Regions from separate parts of the Mus musculus genome. Here all the other regions are linked to region 5. Evidence: chromatin contacts called from public HiCAR-type and promoter capture Hi-C data. All regions are on one chromosome and are shown on one strand. Each heading gives the region's core, a stretch centred on a gene start, on an enhancer-like site or on the middle of the called end of the contact. The rest is flanking DNA. Distances are from core to core; before and after follow the strand shown.

Region 1 (2,905 bases), core at 143-2,642, 1.6 Mb after region 5:
AAAACTACCTACTTTTTCTTCAATGTGGTTTCATTTCTAAATTAATGAAAATTCCTCTTAAGTTCAATTTTTTTAAAAGAACGTAGCGCCTCCATCTGCCCCCTCCAGTCCTTAAAAAAACCTTTGCCTCTGACGTACCAGGATGGCACACCTTTAATAATCAAATCGGTATCTGAAAGGTTATCTATGAAAATACAGAGAGATGGCATATATAACTACACAACTCAACTGCAATAGCAGATGTCTGAGAAGAGGCTCATCACTAGGCGGCTTCCGATGTGACCAAAGGGGGGCTGCACACCAATCCTGTGCAGCGTTCGTTTGTAAGGAAAGAACGGTAAGCAGTGGAGGAGAGCAGAAGACAAGCACCTTCACCACACACACACACACACACACACACACACACACACACACAGAGAGAGAGAGAGAGAGAAGAGAGCAGGGCTGAGCGACAAGATGACATGAGTTGTGCATTTAAGGCTAACGAGGCGCTTGGGACCCCGTAATCAGCAAAGAGCAAAGCACGGGGCAGATGGCAGTCCCCAGTCGGACCAATAGGCACAATGCTAAAACAGGTTTCTGCCTCCATGCAAAGCTTCTGCTCAGGGCTTGGCACCTGCTAGGCCTCTGGGTCCCCTGCCTCCCACGCCCCGCCCCCGCGTGCTGGGCCTCCCAACTCCGGGGGGAGGGGGCGGCGGAGCTCGGCTATACCAGGTGTAGTCGTCCTCCTCGCTCCAGGCGGCCAAGCTCTCCAGGTCCAGCGGCTCCACCTCGTCCAGCAGCGTTGGAGGCGGCAACGGCGGCGTGGCGGCTTCCCCCGGCGGGGTCCCTGCGGTCCCCGGTTCCGGGCTGCCACCTCCGCCGAAGAAGCCCGCCGCCGGCTTGGAGTAGACGAAGGGCGCGTCAGCCGGCTGCAGGCTGCAGAGCAGGGAGGGCGCGGGGCTGGGCAAGCAGTAGGTGCCCGGGAACGCGGGGCCCAGCGCCCCCGGGCCCGGGGAGGTCGTGCTGGCCGGGGCCCTGTGCGTGGCGAGCGGGCTGCAGGCCCCGGCTGGCGGCGGGGCGGAGGGCGGCGGCGGCTGCAGCAGCAGCAGGTGCGGGGCGGCGGCCGCACTGGCCGCCCGGCTGCGCAGCTGCTCGTTCTGCTTCTCCAGCTTGCGCACCAGCTCCTGCAGCTTCTTCACCTCCAGCTCGGCGTTCACCACCGGCCCCGGGCCGGCGCCGGAGGCCGCCACCGGCGAGGCGCATTTCACCTGCTCCGCCATCATCGCGGGAGCCCCGAGCGCCGCGGCGAGGAGGCTACGCGGGCCCAGCTCGCGCAGCCTACCAGCATCAGCACCAGGGCCCAGCCTCCGGCCGAGGAAGAAGCAGCCGCGCAGCTCTGCACCGTGCTCTGCTCTAGCGGCTCCGGGTTTTAGCCGAGGCCCCGGGACGGGGCGGGGCGCGAGGGGCGGAGCTTCTGGTGATGGATGTGTCGTGGGGGCGGGACCTGCGGCGGGGACCCTCCCTGGGCATCCGTCTGCACCCACACCACCTAACCTCAGGTGCCTGATTGGACCTGGCCTGAACTTCCCGCCGCTCGCACTTCTTCCGCTTTGGGCGAGAGAACCCCACTTCTAGGACTACAGCCAGGGGCGGGATCTAAAGAAGTAGCAGGTGTCTGTGGCAGGGGAAAAACGTACCCAGGGCCAATGGCTAGCCCTCTTACAAGAGCACTTTTAGACTTCAGGGTATTGCCACCTGCTAATGAAACCTCGTGAAAAAAGGTCTGGGGAACATGATGCTCACCCCCCCCCCAAAAAAGCAACAACAGATGCTTTGGGTCTGTTTGAAAAGATGCGGCTAAGGGTAGTATTAAGTAGCACAGAAACAAAATGGTGGGATAGGAGAGAATAAGGAGGGAAAGTGAGAAATCCCAGTCTCTATGAGGGAGGATGGCCAGCTGCTGAAGAGTCAGGCGTTCACTTCAGTCTATCTAAAATAGCCATATATGAACTATCCCCACCAGTCTTTCACCATGAAAGGAGAGTTGGGTTTTCATGCTCTTTTATATTAGACAAAAGATCTTTGAGCATCTCCTGCATGCTCCACTGTGTTCTAAACGCTGGCTTTTTGAGCAAGTGAACAACAGGCATCAGTGATTGCAAATACAAGCAAAATTGTGCACCATCTGTTAAATCATTTACACTATTAAAGTCACACGTGCCTGAGCGAAAAGAGGAAAGGTATAACATTCCCTGCTTTTTTGTTGTTTGTTGGTTTGCTTGTTTGGTTTTTTTTTTTTTTTTGGGGGGGGGGATTCTTGGAAACCATGCTTTTTATTTTTTCAACAAAAATGCTTTTACGCAGATGAACCGATCGTTTTGTTCAGTTAATGTTGACTTAGCATTTTGTGGGTTTAACACAAAGGAAAGCCTGCCGTTATAGTGCGAGAACAATCCACACCGCTGATTTTCATCCTCAGACGGTGTACTAGCTTGTGAAGGGCCTCGCTCAGGCACTGTACACATGACGTCAATGAAAACATACCGCACATCTCTGTGGCAGCGCTAGGATGTTGCCTCTAATCTTTTAAAATTTGATCCTGTGCCTTGCTGCTCAGAAACACTTGTGTCTTCTCACTTGGCAAGCTACAGCTCTAAACTTGGGTGTATGTGCAAAGGTGGGTGTCCTGAATTTAACTCGGCTGGAGAGAGCTTCTGGAAGTTAGTGTATGCTAACTTCCCTGAAGTTACCTTCCACACAGAGCCCCGCTGGCCATCTGACCCCAACCACCTGTATCTCCCACCACCTTTCCAAGTTTCCTTTTTTTGGGCCTGTTGGTTATTACTAAAACCTGGAGAAGTGGAGTACTACTGCTGAAACTCCTAAGTGAAGAATCTATTGAAAGATTTTCCCCGCATGCTCA
Region 2 (2,965 bases), core at 106-2,605, 1.6 Mb after region 5:
CAGGAAGAACAATTACATCCTAATTAGCATCTGTGACTGTGACTCTTCACTGTCAACTCGACCAGACTAGAATCACCATGGAAACACAGGCCCTGGGCAAAGAAGGCTTTCCAGGAGTTCTTCAATTGAGGAGGAAAGAACTCTCCTGAATGTGGGTAGCACCATGCTATCGGCTGGGTTCTAGACTGCACAGAAAGAAAACATCCAGCTGAGCACCTGTATTGCCTCCCTGTGCACATGTCATGTGACCAGCCACCTGCTCCATGCCTTCCTGCCATGATGGATTGTGAGCCAAGATAAACTCCTCCTTCCTTAATTGCTTCTCAGGTGTTTTATTATAGAAAGGAGAAAACTGATATACCATAAAACTAGTAGAAGCTAAATTTGAAAAAAAAACCCACTATTTATAAAAAAGTAAATACTTTGAAATAAGCTTAATTTTAGAGCTATAGAATCTCTCAAAACAAAAGTCTATAAAACATTGCCAAGACACATTGAATAAGATTTAAATCAACAAAACCTTACTACATATTAATATGGAATGCTTAGACTGCTGCTGATTCACCCAAAAGTGTCTGGTGGACTCAATGAAAGTCCAATTTCATTTGAAATGACAGTACAGAGTAGCTTTCAAGAAGAGTCCTACTGGCTGGGCGGTGGTGGCACACGCCTTTAATCCCAGCACTTGGGAGGCAGAGGCAGGCGAATTTCTGAGTTCCGGGCCAGCCTGGTCTACAAAGTGAGTTCCAGGACAGCCAGGGAAACCCTGTCTCAAAAAAACAAAAAAAGAAAAAAAAGAAAAAAAGAAGGGTCCTACTGATGAACTATGTCCCTTACAGTCAAAATATGTAAGGGACCCACATTAAAAAGAAATAATAGCTACCAGAAGAAAATAGCAAAGATAGACATCATTTGAGTTTTATAAGTAAGAAATGAAAAAGTCAGGAAGGTTATGATGCCTGGATTTCATAAAACCCGAGGTCCAGTCTGACGACACAGTCCTTTGTTGATGAAGTTTTCTCCCCAGCCTCTGCAGAATCCTAAGCCCTAAACCTGAAATGGGAACATCTGAGTTACTGTGAGGAGACACCATGACCATGGCACTCTCAAAGGAGAAAGCAATTAACTGGGGGCTTGCTTACAGTTTGAGAGGCTTGACATGACAGGAGCAGGGCGGCATACAGGCAGGTGCTGGGGCTGGAGCTGGGGACCATAGCCACAAGAACAAAGGGAGTGAGACTGGTCTGGTGTGGGCTTTGAGTTTCCTCTAACAAGGCCCACCCCCAGTGATGCACTTCCTCCAACAAGGCCCACCCCCAATGACGCACTTCCTCCGACAAGGCTGTTTCTCCTCCTCCTTTCTAATGCTATCGACCAATCCTGATGCTCCCTGTTGACCAAGCATCCAAATGTAGAGCTATGGGGGCCATTCCCATCCAAACCGCAGAGTGACCGACCTAATGCACAGTAATGCCTCTTGTTTGTTCTGCTTTCCTGTACGTGACTTTTCTATCTTAATTCTTTATGTATTTTAAATAGAATCCCGCCTATAGAGAATCCCCCCCATCCATCCCTTGTTTTTTGCTTTGTTAAGCATGGACCCAGAGATATTTATATGGCACTATCAATTATAATCTATTATTATTTACTCTGCAGTTCAGATGGTCTCAGCTCTGGCCACAGGCCATTTCCTTCCAACATGCTCGCATTAGTTTTTTAGTATTTCAAAGCTAGAAATCCAAAATCATGAACACTCCTTCCTATTTTGTGTTGTGTTAATTATTATGGCACTCAAAGACTATTGTCCACACACAAAGTTACAATCAACACATTCCTTATCGTCCTATATTTGCTAAAGACGAAACATTTTTCTATTGCTTCATACTTACACTGTTAGTCTTCATTTACTCAGACCTAGAATGTATATTTTTCCTCAGGTAAAATTCTTCATAATTAGCCTGCTGTCTAAAAATAACTGACATCAGTCAGTGAACAGGCCTCTCTGTTTTGCATCATTAGTAAATTCGTGAATCAGCTTTGCCTTCATTAGACACCCTACTAATTTAACTATTTAATGGATATAGATTCATTCATGAACTCATGTTTATTTCACTCATTCATTCACAACGAACCAAGGTCCAAGTCCAGAGCTCACAGCCTGGTAAAAATCAGTAAACCATGACACAGGCTGAGTGCTCTATCTAAAATGCTGGGAAACAAGCCTTAGACTAACATTTGGGATGTTTTCAAACTTGAGAAATTATCAATCTATTGTCTATCATCTACATCTATCTATCCAACTATCCATCTATCTTCTATATTCTATCTATATATCTTCTACTATACACACACACATATATATTTCTACCATCTGTCAATCAATCAATCAATCATGTGGGTGTGTTGACTGAATGTATGTCTGTGTATGCCTAGTGTCCAGAGTCCAAAGGACGGCATCATATCCCCTAGAACTAGAGTTACAAAAGGTTGTGAGCTATGATGTGGCCTAGGAACCAAATTGGAGTCCTCTGAAAGAGCAGCCAGTTCATCACTTAGCCATCTCTCCAGCCCCGCATGTTGTAGAACATTTGCATATACATAGACATATCTTTCATGTTAGTGGTTTGACCATAAAATGTCACCAAGAAGGATCCTGTGTTGAAGCCTCAGCTCCTAGCTGGTGGCCTTTTTCTGAGAGGTACTGGAAACAATAGGAGATGGGGCCTACTGGGATAGAGCAGGTCATTGGTCATATCCCAGGAAGACATACCTTGTCCCTAAGCCCTTCCTATGTCTCTTTTGGCTACTGGGCAGTCAACAATTTCCTCATCTACCTGTTCCCACAGAATGACATCTGCTATGCCTCAGACCGAGAGCAATCCAGTCAGTCATGGGCTGACACATGCATCACTGAACCAAAATGGACTTTTCTTCCCTTTAGGTGGCTTCTCTTGGTTATGTGTCA
Region 3 (2,827 bases), core at 250-2,749, 1.4 Mb after region 5:
CAGAATCTTTGGTATTCATATCTTACATCCAACACTCCTCATCTTTTGAGTAAGTCTGGAATTTAAGCTTCTTGCAGTGTAAGCGTCTACTTCAACTCTTTAAATATGCATATAAAATATGTCTTTGTTCTAGTATTGATGATGAAAAATAACAAAAAAAATGAAAAGTTCTTTTTGAAGCTGCTTCAATACGCACATGCACCTTTTCTTTCTGTTCACATTGTTGTTGTTATTGTTGTTGTTGTTGTTTTTATAGTATTCAACAATTAAATCTGATGTGTTTTACAAACTCATTAGAAGACTGAATTTTTTTCATCAGCGTCAGTTCTTAAAAAATTCTGGAAATTCATGTTTATACAAAGCTTGGAAAAGCAGAGGATAAATACTAGGGAAACATTCCAGTCGACTTTGCGCAGGTCAGAACCCCAACATTTTTTTTTCTAACATCGTGCCCCTTGTTTATTTACAGCCGCAGATACGCGCTAGCTTCTGGTGCTGGTGGAATGAATGCGCTGACCTCACACACACATTTCTGCCAGTGACGGTTTGAAGATGATAAAGTAGTCCAGAGCAAATATCTCCACTCTCTGATAGCGGGAGGCACTTTGTGTACAAAAAGCAATGGTCTGGAACAGAGTCAAGCTCTAGAAAGCAGGACAGTCGTTTCTCATCATAAACACATTATTCCTGTCGAGTCGAAGGAGAATGGTGGAGGTAGGGAAGGCTTTGAAAACAGCATACACGTTCCTCATGACTTCCCTTGTGAACAGGGGCCTCAGATCAGCCTGCAGTGGACATCAGAGGGATTCACGTTACCCCACTGTGATGAATAATGAAACACAATGCATAATTGTCCGCAAGTTCTTAGAACCTCCTCAGACCCCAGCTACCGTGCAGAATGCATTACCTCAGGCTCCACGGGGTCACGAGGGAGGTAACCAAGAGTCGGGACGAGTAAATAGACAGTATTGTACCAAACTCCTGTCGCTATGACAACCCTCTAGAAATGCCGGACTCCCATTTTCTCAGCTGCTTTTACTGCTCTGAGGAGAAAGAACAAATGGCCTTTGCAAGCGGCAACCCTGGTTAGTCTCCGACTTTACAGCTTCACCATAGACATGCCCACACAAGTCACTTTCCTTCTCTTCGTCTCCAGCAAATATCGTCAAAATATTCTTCTCATGTGAAAGGTGCTTAATCTTTTACAAAATGAAGTAGTGATGCAGGAAATCTCATTAAATTGCATTTACGTTATAACTGATAGAGATTTTAGCAGCGCGGGCTGAATCAAACTTTCACACTTGAGGGGCCAGCGAGAGTCCTTTCTCTTCTCAGTGTGAAGGATTTAAGTAGCTGAAGGCATCTCTGTGGTGTGAGAGTCTGGTGGGAAGCAGCAGCCTGTTACCCTGACACTGCATCCAGGCGCAGGAGGGGTGTGAGGCTTAGGGGAAATGAGTGTGGTTTCATCTATTGGGCAACTTCTTGTTAATGAAAAGTATGCAGTGCGGCCCGTGCATTAGCTCAGAGCACAGAAGATTCGAGGGTCACCTGACTTTCCAGTGACGCCCCACATAACACTCTCAGCCCTCCTTAATGCAAAACATGCATGTATATTTCCTTTCTTAAAATTAGTAAAACAGTTTTTTACTTATTGCTAACTCTGCCATTCAACATAAATTATATGAGGCCGGAAAACGTTTATCTCCTGTAACTTTCTTTTTCCCGGGAGCTCAGAATGGCATAAAAGTTCAAGGCATATCTACTGAATAAAAACAAGAGTTAATAAATGAATCTTTCAACACTTTGTTCTCAGCCATAGATAGGAGGAAATACTATATATGATATAACATTATTCTTAATACCAAGTATGACATAAATTTGAAATATTTTATGAAGTAAATCTGCAGTTAACATGAGCTGTTATAATTACTCAATACCAAAATGTTCAAAATCCAGAGAAAATATAAAACTCAAGAAGAAAAATAATTCTTTCATAAAACAAGTTATATTTCCTAACTAATGAACTGTGGGGTGTGTGTGTGTGTGTGTGTGTGTGTGTGTGTGTGTGTGTGTGTGTGTTATGTGGTGTGTGTATGTGATGTGTGTCTGTGTGGTGTGTGTGATGTGTGTGTGTGTGTGTGCGCATGCGCACACACATGCACTCTCACAAGCATGCCTGCCCGTGCACTGTCTATAGACCACAGGACTACTTGCCAGAGTCAGTTCTAACCTTTCAATGGGGCCTGAGAACTGAAGTCAGATCAGGATCTGACCCAGTGGCAAGTATCTTAACTCACTGAGTTATACAACCAGACCAAGAGGATAGATATTCTTAATGTTGCTTAATATACCAGGCTTGTCATACATAGGCTTCTGCTTTATGAGCTAATAATAACATTTAAAAACCAAAAGAGCGTCTGAGAGTGTAGCTCAGTGGTAGAGCCCTTGCCTAGAATCTATGAGGTCCAATGTTTCAATCACCAAAACACACACACACACACACACACACACACACGCACACGCACACGCACACGCACACGCACACTGAAGAGGTGGGGATAAGAAGGAAGGAGAGAGAAGGAGATTGTCATTTTACATAAAAGGCAATTTCTTGTTTAGATACAACTCTTCATGAACTTAGGGATGAACTTGAGTCATGTTCATGACTGTCTTTTTTGTTTCATATTTAACTAAAATGCATTGGATGAGAATCCTAAGGAGAAACGAATGTCAGGTGAGGTAGAAAAGGGCCATCAGGGTGGTGTCCTGAGAAAAGTGGGGCCTGCAGGCAGAGGCAGCTCACCCAGATGACCTGGCTCAGGCTGCA
Region 4 (3,061 bases), core at 204-2,703, 1.7 Mb after region 5:
TGATCGCCACATGCATGCTATGGAATACACACACCCATACTCGTTCACCCCCCCCCACACACACACACACAAAACACACATACACATACTCACACCCCTTTCAGTTGAAAAATTATACCAGTAGGTTGCTAAGACTTACATGCACCTAAATTTCTATACAATTCTGAATTGTTTCCATGTAGTCTCTGTATATCTTGACATTTAAAATCATCCAACGGTCTTTGTAAACTCTTAACTGCTTAGTTTTTTTTTCCCCCAACACTTTAAATACTAGAGCGTAGCCTTTATCAGAAAAGCCATATCTGTCTCATCAGCTACAGAAGTGAAAGCCAGTTTTCAATTTCATGAAAATAAAACTGTAGCCCACTCATGCTGTCCTTGGGCATTCTGTTGACTATTCTTGTTGGAAAACAAAGGAATCAAGCTCTTCTGTAAATCTTTGGGACTTGAGCACTGACACATCTCAGCTATTCTAAGATTTTGGGTAACTTGGTCAGTCATAGGAAGCAACGAAACACCCAGTTCTTCAATAGAGCCAGGTCTTCAGGAGGAAAGAGTTGCTAACAAGCTATGTCTGATTTCTGCTGTATATCATAAACATAAATGATCTAAAAAAAAAAGTCAGACAAGCCAGCTGACTTTTCAGGAGTAAGAAGGGCAGAGAAGTTGAAATTACTTCTGTCTACCTTAAGCCAGTCTCCAGCTAATTCAAAACATAATATAGCAAAATTGGTCATGTGCCCACAACCCCCATGAAGAATCACACATCTCCACGTCGCCCCCTCCTTACTCCATCCCATGAATCTCTTATGTAAGCAAGGGGGATTTTCTTATTTGGAGATATTAAGGTTGAATGGGTTTGCAGTTTTTGTCACACTTGAGAAAAAAGATATTACGCTATTTGTAAAACCAATAAAGTTTAATATTTCACTAGAAGCATCACTTATGAAAAACAGAAAGCTCTCTTTTTATGAAACAGTTTTATAGTCACTGGAGAAAACAAACCCGTGAGTGCCGAGTCCTTGATTTAAAAGCTTTATTATTTCTATGAGAAGTAGGATTCCAGGACACCAGCTCCAGTGGGAAACGCAAAGAGCTCTTCGTATCTGTAATGCCGTGATGTGTACAATGGCCAAGTTAAAGACCGTGGAAACTAGAAGTGTAGAGCTATTGGCACACAGGCTACTCATCATAGGCTGTCAATTTAGAAACAAGTCAAAGAAGACACAGACAGCCCTGATCTGAATCATTTGGAGGGGCAACAGAAAAGTTTGCACAAACCACAAAGCAGCTGTATTCGTCTCTGCAAGCAGAATTCAACTCACCTTTCTTGCGCAGGAACCCGGGACTCTTGGCTAACTGGCCCGCAGTGATTCCCCAAGTGGATCCGGCTGAAACAAATGTGCACCTGGCGCTTCCTGGGTGCACTTCCCACCTCCGCTCGCCTGTTAATGAACAGCTTAGAGGCTTCTCTCTCAACACTGAGTCACGCAGGGAGGAGGCAGGCCGTGTGAAAGAGGGTGTCACCCTGTACAAATACCAGCTCAACAAAAACAGTCTCATTCACAGGACGGCTGTCTCTGTGGGGAAGTTCTTCAAATAACTCGTGGTTATTTGAAATGTTCCTTATCGCTCTTTCAACTGATCAACGCACAATACTGGCAAGCAGGCAGCCCAGTCAACCACTTGTAAATGAGCCTTTTAAAAAGCAAAGCAGAGCTGGAGAAGCAGAACTGGGAATCTCTCTTCCCTCCCACCCACCCCCCTCCTTCTCTCTCTCCCTCCATCTACTACTTGGGGTGTGAAGTCACAGACATGTGTACCAGGAGCAGACTGCCCAGTTGGGAAAGGAACATTTACATGAACTCTGGGACCAGAAGATGTAGGCAGAATCCATTATAGAAAGTCCACATTCCGAACATTTTTATACAGACATCAAAGGAATAGCACACCCCAAATGTAAGAATCTTAACCCTTAAATTATTTCACAATATTTAAAAAAACATTTTAAAGATGGTCAGCAGAACCGCTCCGTGGTAAAGGCTCTTGTGGCCAAGCTTGTTGATCTGACTTTAATCTTTGAGACCCACATGGTAGAGAGAGCAAACTGATTCCTGCAGGTTGTCTCTGACCACGCGCAGACCCCAACATGCATATCCAAACACACGCGCACCAATGATTCAATAGAATTTTAATTAACGTTTAATGTGGTAAGAATAGTTGAAGCTTCTTTTCCAGCTGATGGTGGCATAGATTCCTGCATCGAAGCTCCTTCTGCTGCTGTGAAGAAAGAACACAGAAGGACATCCTGGTGAGTACAGTGGGGGTGTCTGTGGGGGCTCCTCTCTAACAGGCTCTGAAGTGAACCTTTCACAACAGCAAGAAGGATTTAAGGGAGCTTAGCTTTCGGGAGCTTTGCTCAAGGGGACTGGATCATCTGTTTCCTGGGTCATCTCAATTCATCAGCACACCAATAATTAACCTCCTTAAGATGGCTCCTAAAAACTGTGTCAGGCTTGGCTGTGTGTATGACAAGAATAACAAGAAGGAGAAACATCCACGGGAGGGGGCCAGGCAACTGCAGGATGGATTGAAGCTGGAGATCTCCTGGATGTTCATTTCTCAGTTCTAGGCTGAGGGGTTGGAAATTCTAAAGCAAAGACTGTTTTCACAGTGAAACATATAGTCCTGACTCATGATGTACAGAATATATGTATACATGATTTTGCTTGTGTGTGTGTCTGTTTGCACACATGCACATAGGTGCACATGCATCTGTGTACACATCTCATATGCTAGAAGTTAACCTCAGGTGTCTTTCTCAGTTGTTCTCTACCTTATTTTGTGAGATGGGTTTCTTGCATCAGATCTCATTCTGGGCAACCAAGAGCCCCCAAGGACCCATGTGTCATTGCCTCCACTACCACAGGGCTGAGGCACAAGGTACACCCCCACTGTACTCACCTTTATGTGGGTTCTGTGGACCTGAACTCAGGTCTTCATACTGGTACTGCAAGTGATCTATTTACTCATCTCCTTAGTCCCTAAAATATCTTTAAAA
Region 5 (2,902 bases), core at 236-2,735:
AAGGGAACAATGTCTTTTAAAAAATATAAAGTTACCCAAAGCTGACAACTTGAAAAGCACCTTCAATAAACTGGCAAGATTTCTATTTCCTAAGCCATTCTGAAAATGTTGATAATTTTCAGAAAGTTCATAATCTAAATCACCTGGCCATGCTATAGCAAATAGACACAAATGACAGAGAATTCTTACCAAAGAAAAAATGAAAATTTAAGTCTCTACCACAATCCTTCAGATTTGTCAAAAGGCACAACACACATGCAGACAGACAGAAAAGATGACATATAGGACTAACTGTGCAATCTTATAAACCCGACACGCAATAGCAACAATATGCACAAATGCTTTTCTTCTCTCCCCCCGTAACTATGTTCCACTAAATTATCTAAAAGTTTATAAGTGAAAACGCAATAAAGTAAATATTGCTGACAATGCTATTCACAATATTTATCTCCAATGACATCACTAAAACACACAGGGTGTAAAATACAGAGATTCTGACAAAGAAAATACAGGGCGCATTTCACTCATTAAGCATAGCTGGTGGTTTACATACTTGAGTGATTTTAAAACTCTGTATTAAATGAAAACTATTTCATTTCAAACAAGGTTTGATTTTTTTTTCTAATAAAGCGCTGCACACACGAACACAGGCAAAGCAGGAACAGATTTAAAAAAAAAAGAAAAAAAAAACGATCACTGTAATACTAACACAATGGAAAAGGGCAAAATGACAAGGTTAACTAGAAGAGAGGCACCTTCCCCATCACAGCTCTTCTCTACCCCTCACGCCGGTTGTAGCCCTGCTGCACCCCACTCTATAACCTCACACAATTCAGGCCACCGGTCGGGTCGACTCCCTGACAGGTACCTGCACCCTGCCCCGCCGCAGGGGGACACCACTCACTGCTCACGGGTGTGTGAGTCAGGGAAGAAGGAGGGGAAAGAAAGCCAGCCGGGGTGAGTCGGGGAGCGTCGCCGGGGAGGGGGCTCGGCGGGGCGCTGGCCGTCGACTGCGGCCGGGGGCTGGCGGAGAGGTGGGCTGGGCGGGAAGGGGCCCGCCGGGACGCCCCGAGGCCAGCGTCCTCCCCGGGGCCCGCGCACTCACCACCTGGTAGCGACCAGTCCCCAGCTGGTGGTGATCCATCCTGCCCGCCTCGGGGTCCGGCTTCCGAGCGGGCGTGTCCCCTCGGCGCTCAGCTCCCTCGGCCTCCCGGGTCGACGTCGTCGCCGCCGCCGCCGCAGAGCCTCTTCCGCCGCCTCGGGTTCTGCCGCCGAGGTCGCCTGGCGGGGCCGCTTCACTTCCTGTCGCTCCCTCGGCTCCAGCGGAGAGCTCCGCGTCGCTCGCCGATCGGCGCCGGAGCTCCGGGGAGCCGCGCGCGCTACTGAGCATGCTCGGCGCGGACGCGCATGCTCTCTGGCTCCGCCGGCGTCCCATCCGCCGCCCGGCTCCGGAGGTGTCCCTAGGTGGGAGGAGATGGAAGAGTCAGGCAAGTCCCCGGGAGCCCTCTAGGTTGTCATCTAGTCGACAGTGGGCGGTGGCAACCGAAGCGGAAAAGAAAAAAAAAAAAAAAATCGTCCCACTTGATTGGATTTTCCTGTGAGGGCAGGTTTCACTGTGGGGCGAGAGGATGCATCGTCACTGCGGAGGGTGGAGGCGCTGCATTCCTAGAGCACCTGAGGACAGGTCGCCCTTTTATTAGTCCCCAGCCTAGAGCATCTCAAAGAGATCCATCTCAGGACAGGCCTAAAAAGGCGCTCATTCGAAATCATTAATGAGGTAATGAATTACCAAATACCAGGGACATATACATATACAAAGACCACATATACATATATAAAATCAGCTTTAAAGTCACAGTAAAATTTCGAGGAAGGAAAAAAAAAAGACAGTCTTGCTTCTGAGCACGCGTAGCCTTCCTCAGTAGAACAGCTCATTTGTGACAAATGTTAAACCCATTTGACAGCGTACCATTGTCAATCACTTAGAATCCATAATAGATTGCATTGGAGTTCATTTTGAACATTGTACGTTGTAGGAGTTCTGACAAATATACCCTAACTATTATATATCATACTGAACAGTTTCATTACTCTGAAAATCCTGAATAGGGCTTTACCCTCCTCTTTCTTTTGCCCCCTTGTTTCTAAGAGATTTACAAATTCTTCAAACATATTCTGATGACATACAGAGAAAGAGGCCTTTAGAAATAGGAAATGGGAAGGACAGAAGAAAATAATGAAGTGAGGTAGGATTTTTGTGTGTGTGCTAATAATACTCAGATATTCCTAAGATAATGGTAAAGAATCAGTTTTTGTGGCGCATCATAATACCCTGTGACACCTCTCTCTCCTCTCCTCTCCTCTCCTCCCTCCTTCTTTCTCCTTCTTTCTTCTTCCTTCTTCTTTTTCTTTCTTCTTCCTTCTTTTTCTTTCTCTTTTTCTCCTTTTTCTTCTCCTTTTTCTTTCTTTTCTTTTTCTTTTCTTCTTTTCCTTTTCTTCTTCTTCTCCTTTTCTTCTTCATCTTCGTCTTTGTCTTCTTCTTCCTCCTCCTCCTCCTCCTCCTCCTTCTTCTTCTTCTTTTCTCTCTCTCTCTCTCTCTCTCTCTCTCTCTCTCTCTCTCTCTCTCTCTCTCTCGGCACAGAGCATGTTTCTCTAACAATTAGAAGACTATGGCAGACCAGCAAAAGGTACCTTTTAACCCAAACATCTGCTTCTTGTACCCTGAGATCTGTGGCCCTACTCGATCTGGCCCAACTGTTCTTTTTAAGATAATCAAGCCCTTTCCCCATAACTGTTCTTACTATGGAGATCTCCTGGGGATCCGGGGAGGGAAACCTGGAGACCATCTCTCACTTTGCTTCATACATGTGCAGATGAGATTGCCGAAAGAAAGGAAGCCAGA
Region 6 (3,007 bases), core at 60-2,559, 1.4 Mb after region 5:
AGTGTTCTTAACCTCTGAGCCATCTTGCCAGCCCCTCAAGCAGGGTCTTCTTTAGGATCTCCCCGCAAAGTAATTTCAGGTTGAGGCAAATTGACATGTAAAGCAGCTAGAACGATAGTCAAGTACAAAATTAGCGTTAGTAGTCTACAAGTGCTCTAAAAAACAGGGCAGAGGCACATCTCAGCAGGAATTAGCAGGGACATTCCCATTGCATGGAAGACACACTAATAGAGATGATGAGAAAGAGAGAGGTAGAGAAGAAAGCCTGAGTGAAAGTGACTTGTGTCAAAGGGACAGGTTCAAAACTGCCCTTGGAGCAGGCACATCCTTACTGAAGCACACAAAGAATTCCTTATTGCACAACACTGTATGTTGGCACGAAAGTCCACGTGAAGCAGTTCCATGCTGACCTTGTCTTCACTGAGGCAGGAGGATAAACATTGTCTTCAAAACAACCTGATTTGGAATTGGTGCTCATGCCCAGGCCATAGTTCCCATCCCTTAGACTTAACTACAGTCCACATTTAAAGTTCACCTTTTAACATACACGCGCACGTTCTGCTTCCAGCTTCATGGGAAACATTTGATAGGCGTTGCCCATCTAAGATGCAAATCCTAGTTGTACAATGAACTAGCTGGGAGACAAAGGGGGTCTAGAGGATGACCTCCTCTGCAGGCACAGCAGGATCTTGCTGATAGCAGAATAATGCACCTCACCCACCACTCTGCGCAACGGAAGATCCCTAGCATTCCCTTCTCTACCATAAAGACAGAAGCCAAGAATGACAGGGAGAGTTCATTTCCTTGCTCTGTCTGGTAAAATAAGCGTCAGGTTGAATTTGTAAATAGGCTTCCTGAGTATTTTCCTGTCTTCTGCCTCAGGTCCCTTTAGGCAACAGTAGAAAGACCCCTAGTAATGGCACCTCAGTACACAGGAAGAGGGATCTACAGGGCACAGAGAGAGATCTACAGGGCCTTTTGGTCCTTTGGGTGGGCAGTCCCTCTGCCGAAGAAGAAAGCGTCCCGCCCTGCATGCTGGCTTAAAACTTAAGGGCAAAACAAAACAAAACAAAACAAAATCAAAAAACAAGAACAAACGAAAGACAACTTCCCCAAACCAAGCAGATTTCGGGAATCACTACAGGACATTTGTGTGAACAGTCGGAGTATTCAAAGTCCAGGTTGATACAGAACCTTCTCTCCTAGGTTCCAGATCCCAGGTTGTCATGGGATATGTTAGTTTCTTCGTTGAGTAAGAAATAAACAGCTTTATGTGAGACACAACTCTGAACTAGGACTGCCCCTCCCAGCGGTCAGCTGGGGCTGATACTGTCCAGGCGTCGCCCAAGGGAAAAGGTTGTGGCAAGGTCGCTCAGAAAACGCGGGAGGAGTCTGGCGTTGATTGATGCTGGGAAGGGACCGAATGAATAAAAGTACTTGTCTGGGGACAGCAAAGACCCCGCTCAAGCTGCTGAGGATCCGCTGCCTGGCATTCTCTCGGTCTTTTGTCAGAGCCAGAGCTGCATTCAGTTGCGAGAGGCCTGTTTAGGAGCAGCTGGACGCCTGCTGAGAGCCGCAAGCTCCCTAGGGCAGTTGACAACCTGGGAAGGAGGTTCCCTGCTCGTGGCGCTGCTCCTGGTGCTTCCAATCCGCACGAGGTAACGAACCATCCTGGTTTAGCTTTGAATTAACATCTGTGGCTGAACCGTGCTTTGGGGCTTCCGCTTTGCTTAGTGGTTCGGGGGTTTTTTAATTAGTAAAACTTACACACGACAGCGATTTAAACCGAGATTGGGTTGTAAGGCGAGTGTTTGAAGTCACTGGGACAGCACAGAAGTTGGTGCTGATCTGTTATTCTCTCGGTTCTTGGCTGAGTGCATTGACGTATGCCCTTGGCCGCTAGGTGCCTTCACTCCGGGTCCCCAAGCTTAGCTAAAATTGGGCTTGCTTCTTCCCGGCACATACGAGTGTTCTTTCATTGGGACACGCACCCTCCCCAGTCTGGAACACCCCCTGCCCGAATGCTCCTCCCCACCGACTGGTCTACGGCAGGGCTGGGGATTAAAACTCTGCGAGCAGGGTCCGGGAGGAGACTGAATGCAGACCAGCGGGTGGCGTGCGCCCAAGTTCCCCACTGGCGCGCAAACTTAACTTACTGTTAAGGCGCGGGTAGAGGCAACCGGGCTAGTGTGTTTTCAGAGGCTTGGCTGGGGTAGCTGACTTAAGTGTCCTGTCTTCACTCCCCAGTTGGTCTCCAGACTGAAAACAGCAGAGCGGCTACCAGACTCTCACAGGAGCAAGCTGTAACATGCAATCGCCCGCAAGCCGGTGCGGACGCGCCTTGGTGGCGCTGCTGCTGGCCTGTGGCTTCTTGGGGGTATGGGGAGAGAAAAGAGGATTCCCACCTGCCCAAGCCACGCTGTCACTTCTCGGGACTAAAGAGGTAATGACGCCACCCACTAAGACCTCCTGGACCAGAGGTTCCAACTCCAGTCTGATGCGTTCCTCCGCACCTGCGGAGGTGACCAAAGGAGGGAGGGGGGCTGGAGTCCCGCCAAGATCCTTCCCTCCTCCGTGCCAACGAAATATTGAGATCAGCAAGACTTTTAAATACATCAACACGATTGTGTCGTGCCTCGTGTTCGTGCTAGGCATCATCGGGAACTCCACGCTGCTAAGAATCATCTACAAGAACAAGTGCATGCGCAATGGTCCCAATATCTTGATCGCCAGTCTGGCTCTGGGAGACCTACTGCACATCATCATAGACATACCCATTAACACCTACAAGGTAATGTACCTGATAACGAACGATCTGAGGATCTGGAAACCAAAGGTGGGGTTGTAAGCTGAGTGGTAAAGTGGCAATCTTTAAAGTATTGGTGGTGGTGGGGGGGGGGGGTTAGACACTTTCTCAAGGAGACTGCTCCTCTGCCAATAGTGACAATTGAATTTGAACGAGATTTTCCTGCGGGTTTTCTTAGCCTCTGACAAGTGTAGCTTTCCA
Region 7 (3,125 bases), core at 193-2,692, 1.2 Mb after region 5:
CCCCAGGAGGACTGCAGCCTCTTCCGGGAGATCAAGACGCACAAAGTGCACAGGAAGAACAGGAGGAAAAAGGAGGTAACAAATATTCCCAGGGCAAGTTAAAAAAAGAAAGGCAATTGCAAACCCCAGAGAAAACCAACAGAATCCTGGTCATGGAAGCCACTGTCTAGCTGAAATTCATATCAAACGTGCCTTGAGTTTTAATAATTAGCAATGCATTTTAAAGGTAATCAGCTTGACTTTGAACATATGTTTCTTGGAGTGAGTAGCAAGTGAAGCCGAGAGAAAGGAAAGTGGCATGAACGGACAGCGTGGTCCAACAAACAAGAATAATCATGGCACAAGGAAACATCGATTAAACACCGATTTTTCAGATCTTCTCACCCCTGTCTGTCAAAATACGAAAGACTTGGTTACAATTGATGGAGATATGTTACTTTCCCAGTCTTAAAGATCGTCACATCCTGAAATAGCAATTGGGCTTTTCTTCTACAGCAAAACCAGTTCGCTCAAAAATGCCTGAGGCGTTCTGCACATTATGCAAAGAGACACCATTGAGAACAAGGAGAATAGACTCAGATATGAAGAGACTCCAGTGATGTAAAAAAAAAAATTAAAGCTACCATTAAAAATGTGGAATGGCTAGTATATCTTCATACTTTGAAATATGAAGGCAAGACAGACTTTAGAGATTTTATTGGTCAAGAAACGGAAATGTACAAATATCTCAGCTCTGCATGACATGCAGGGATACAGGCCAGGCAGTGATCCCCAGCGCACCTGCTGCACTGCCGGCAGCTGTAGACCACAGCTCTCTTGAATGGGTCAGGCCTGACACATGACAGACCCCCAACTGCAAGGGCAGCGGGGGTTTTGAGACAGTGTTGCAGCAGCTAAACTGACTGGTATCCCTCTCACTTCTGTCTGCCCAGGGTTACAGATAAAATCTGAACAGAGCATGGAGGCAAGGCGGTGCAATCGAAATGATCGCCCACAGATCCTAAGTCATTTCTGGGGCTGGATCTCAGAAACAGATTCTTGAAGCTGTACTGTGTGGGATTGCTCTAGTCCAGAATCCATTGTTGCCCCGACTTCGGGAAATAGTTTCTCCAGAAAATTCTATGACCCTTCGTGTTTTTAATTTACGCGTTGAACTTTTTCAGACATCGGAAACGACGAGAGGAATCTTGCTTTTGCAATAACAAGCTGATGTTATATTTAGCTGTTGTTCTCAGAATAAACAAGCCAAAGCTTTACGTACAAAAGCTGCACATCCTGTTTACCACCAGTAGGGGGAGCTGTAAGAACTCTAAAGCTCCCCCCACCAAGTGCTGAGAACAGACTGGGAATGGAAAAAGTTACAGATTAAATTAATCACTTCCCTACCTCCCTCTCCCCCGCCCCCCAAGGTTTGTTAAGGAGGAACAGTGAGTTTCTTGAAGAACATTGGGCTATTATATCCATTAAAGCAAGAAAGAGTATATTTAATTGTTTCTGGTTTAAGATGTCCCTAAAGTGATGTCTGCTTTGTTTTCTTCTTCCAAAATAAAAAATGTTGATTTTAGCCAGGCTCCTTTCCATTGACACGCGCTACACTTCTGGATGAGAATACAGAAAATGCCACCTTTATCTTCACCTAAGACCACCTGGATTCCAGGTAGGACCCTGAACCTCTTTCTCTGCTCCCCTCCTCCCAGAACTTTGCTACCTGTTGCTTCAGGGCAGCGTGGGCATTGTGAGTGCTACACTGACTGCAGCCAGTCTCTCACCTGAGCACATTATGCTTCTTCACTCTACCATCACCCGTTCAAGGGAGGGTTCTCTTTGGCGTGGGTTTTGTTCTCTCTCTACTTCTTAGAAGAAATGATCAGAATTATTTCTAAATTCTACTCTTTCCTGCTACTTGAATTGATAAGTTATGACACCAAGAGTGAGCTGAAGTGCTGAGAAGCTAATAAAATTTGTTTCTGTAGCTAAGAGTGATTTCCTTGTCTTTATATCTTTTCTTTTTTTTTTCTTCTTTTCTTTTTTTATTTCCTATTTTGTGTGAAAACATGGTTTTCTTTGATTTTCATGTGAGCTAATTAACCTCTTTGACATCTTAGTCCAAACACTTTCCAAAGTCTTGTATTTTATTTTTGCGTGTCTAGTCATGGATAAGATGCATGATTTAGAATGTAATGTGACATTTGATCCATATTTTGTCCATAGTTGTCAATGGGATTATCTGATTTATTGAACAAATACACAATAAAGATATTTATCACTAAGGTCATAAAGAAGTATATTCCAGTACTCAGAATTTTCAAAAACTGTGTTGAAAAATTACATTTACCAAATCTGTTATCAAATATAACTAGATAAGAATATTATCTTCTCAAATATAACTTAATAGAAATATTACCAGATAATTTTTACTAATATGTTTTTTTAAGTATAACTTTTAATTGAAATATCTCACAATTCTTCTTTCTTTTTTTAAAAAAAAAATGTTTCAACTACTTTGCACTAGAAATGAAATCTAATGTAGGCCTATGGAGTTTTAAAAGAAAACCTTGGGTCAACATATCCTGCAGGAAGGTCTAGATGGTTCTCCTTAGATGCAAACGGTGTCTTCAACATGGATACAGTATAAACAAATACTTTTTTAAAAGAAAAATGGATTTACCATTGCGAACCCACGCGATCAGTGATAGAGCTACATCTCTGTCTGAGTTCCCGGGTGCCAGTGGCCTCCAGATGTTATCTCAGCAATACAAATTGAGTTCCCTAAGATGACACACAGCTCCCCATCCATGAGATACCCCTCAGAGAACAGTGTGTATGGAAGGGGGGTGTACACTAAAGAGATTGCCAATATGATAGATCCATTTTAAGGGGGAAGATTTTTTTTTAATAAGAGAGAGAAAATATACAGCAGCACCTGGGAAGGCTCCGAGCAGATTGCAAGAGAAGTAAAGTGGACCAGCAGACTGGACATGGCCAGGGCTATCCGCAAGAGCCCAAGAGACCCAGGAGTACAGACATCACGGTAGCCAGAGACAGTGGGCTCAGAAGAGAAACCTTGCCTTACATTAAGAAGACACAGGCGACTCGAGCCCCGGGCTACCTTGCCAGCAAAGTCT

What was found. Promoter capture Hi-C pulls out the DNA fragments that hold promoters and counts their contacts. HiCAR-type assays count read pairs that join an accessible place to other places.
Region 1: a HiCAR-type map of astrocytes shows a contact between it and region 5, with 5 times the contacts expected there. The contact joins the promoter of Slain1 here to the promoter of Ndfip2 in region 5. A contact is called at or near these places in 2 of 39 promoter capture datasets (hippocampal neurons and pre-B cells), 1 of 484 Hi-C or Micro-C datasets (CD4 T cells), 2 of 115 datasets of contacts at active chromatin or transcription factors (astrocytes and large pre-B cells) and 1 of 9 other capture datasets (liver).
Region 2: a promoter capture Hi-C map of pre-B cells shows a contact between it and region 5, with 8 times the contacts expected there. The contact joins the promoter of Slain1os here to the promoter of Ndfip2 in region 5. A contact is called at or near these places in 2 of 39 promoter capture datasets (hippocampal neurons and pre-B cells) and 3 of 115 datasets of contacts at active chromatin or transcription factors (differentiating embryonic stem cells, embryonic forebrain and forebrain).
Region 3: a promoter capture Hi-C map of hippocampal neurons shows a contact between it and region 5, with 3 times the contacts expected there. The contact joins the promoter of 4930518C04Rik here to the promoter of Ndfip2 in region 5. A contact is called at or near these places in 2 of 39 promoter capture datasets (hippocampal neurons and neural stem cells).
Region 4: a promoter capture Hi-C map of pre-B cells shows a contact between it and region 5, with 2.6 times the contacts expected there. The contact joins the promoter of Scel here to the promoter of Ndfip2 in region 5. A contact is called at or near these places in 3 of 39 promoter capture datasets (hippocampal neurons, liver and pre-B cells).
Region 6: a contact with region 5 is called in a promoter capture Hi-C map of second pharyngeal arch cranial neural crest, with 2.9 times the contacts expected there. The contact joins the promoter of Ednrb here to the promoter of Ndfip2 in region 5. A contact is called at or near these places in 2 of 39 promoter capture datasets (pre-B cells and second pharyngeal arch cranial neural crest) and 2 of 115 datasets of contacts at active chromatin or transcription factors (astrocytes and stem cell-derived neural progenitor cells).
Region 7: a contact with region 5 is called in a promoter capture Hi-C map of pre-B cells, with 11 times the contacts expected there. The contact joins the promoter of 4930432J09Rik here to the promoter of Ndfip2 in region 5. A contact is called at or near these places in 3 of 39 promoter capture datasets (embryonic stem cells, maxillary cranial neural crest and pre-B cells) and 5 of 115 datasets of contacts at active chromatin or transcription factors (embryonic forebrain, forebrain, large pre-B cells and 2 more).

The regions. Positions count from the first base shown.
Region 1 is chr14:103,648,715-103,651,619 of GRCm38.p6, reverse strand. It overlaps Slain1 (SLAIN motif family, member 1), which reads right to left and starts at 1,392. Exons shown (of 7, transcript NM_198014.3): 1 at 712-1,392. The coding sequence starts at 1,265.
Region 2 is chr14:103,697,822-103,700,786 of GRCm38.p6, reverse strand. Slain1os (SLAIN motif family, member 1, opposite strand) reads left to right here and starts at 1,355. Exons shown (of 3, transcript NR_045148.1): 1 at 1,355-1,496. The region is part of intron 5 of Slain1 (SLAIN motif family, member 1); the gene reads right to left.
Region 3 is chr14:103,897,439-103,900,265 of GRCm38.p6, reverse strand. 4930518C04Rik (a long non-coding RNA gene) reads right to left here and starts at 1,499. Exons shown (of 2, transcript XR_383716.3): 1 at 908-1,499; 2 at 1-785.
Region 4 is chr14:103,511,733-103,514,793 of GRCm38.p6, reverse strand. It overlaps Scel (sciellin), which reads right to left and starts at 1,453. Exons shown (of 31, transcript NM_022886.2): 1 at 1,326-1,453. It overlaps Gm34907 (a long non-coding RNA gene), which reads right to left. Exons shown (of 7, transcript XR_003951026.1): 7 at 2,175-3,053.
Region 5 is chr14:105,257,206-105,260,107 of GRCm38.p6, reverse strand. Ndfip2 (Nedd4 family interacting protein 2) reads right to left here and starts at 1,485. Exons shown (of 8, transcript NM_029561.5): 1 at 1,106-1,485. The coding sequence starts at 1,435.
Region 6 is chr14:103,842,778-103,845,784 of GRCm38.p6, reverse strand. It overlaps Ednrb (endothelin receptor type B), which reads left to right and starts at 1,309. Exons shown (of 8, transcript NM_001136061.2): 1 at 1,309-1,658; 2 at 2,248-2,791. The coding sequence starts at 2,309. All of the region lies in intron 1 of Gm35197 (a long non-coding RNA gene), which reads right to left.
Region 7 is chr14:104,025,459-104,028,583 of GRCm38.p6, reverse strand. 4930432J09Rik (RIKEN cDNA 4930432J09 gene) reads left to right here and starts at 1,442. Exons shown (of 3, transcript NR_045953.1): 1 at 1,442-1,657. The region is part of intron 1 of Gm41238 (a long non-coding RNA gene); the gene reads right to left.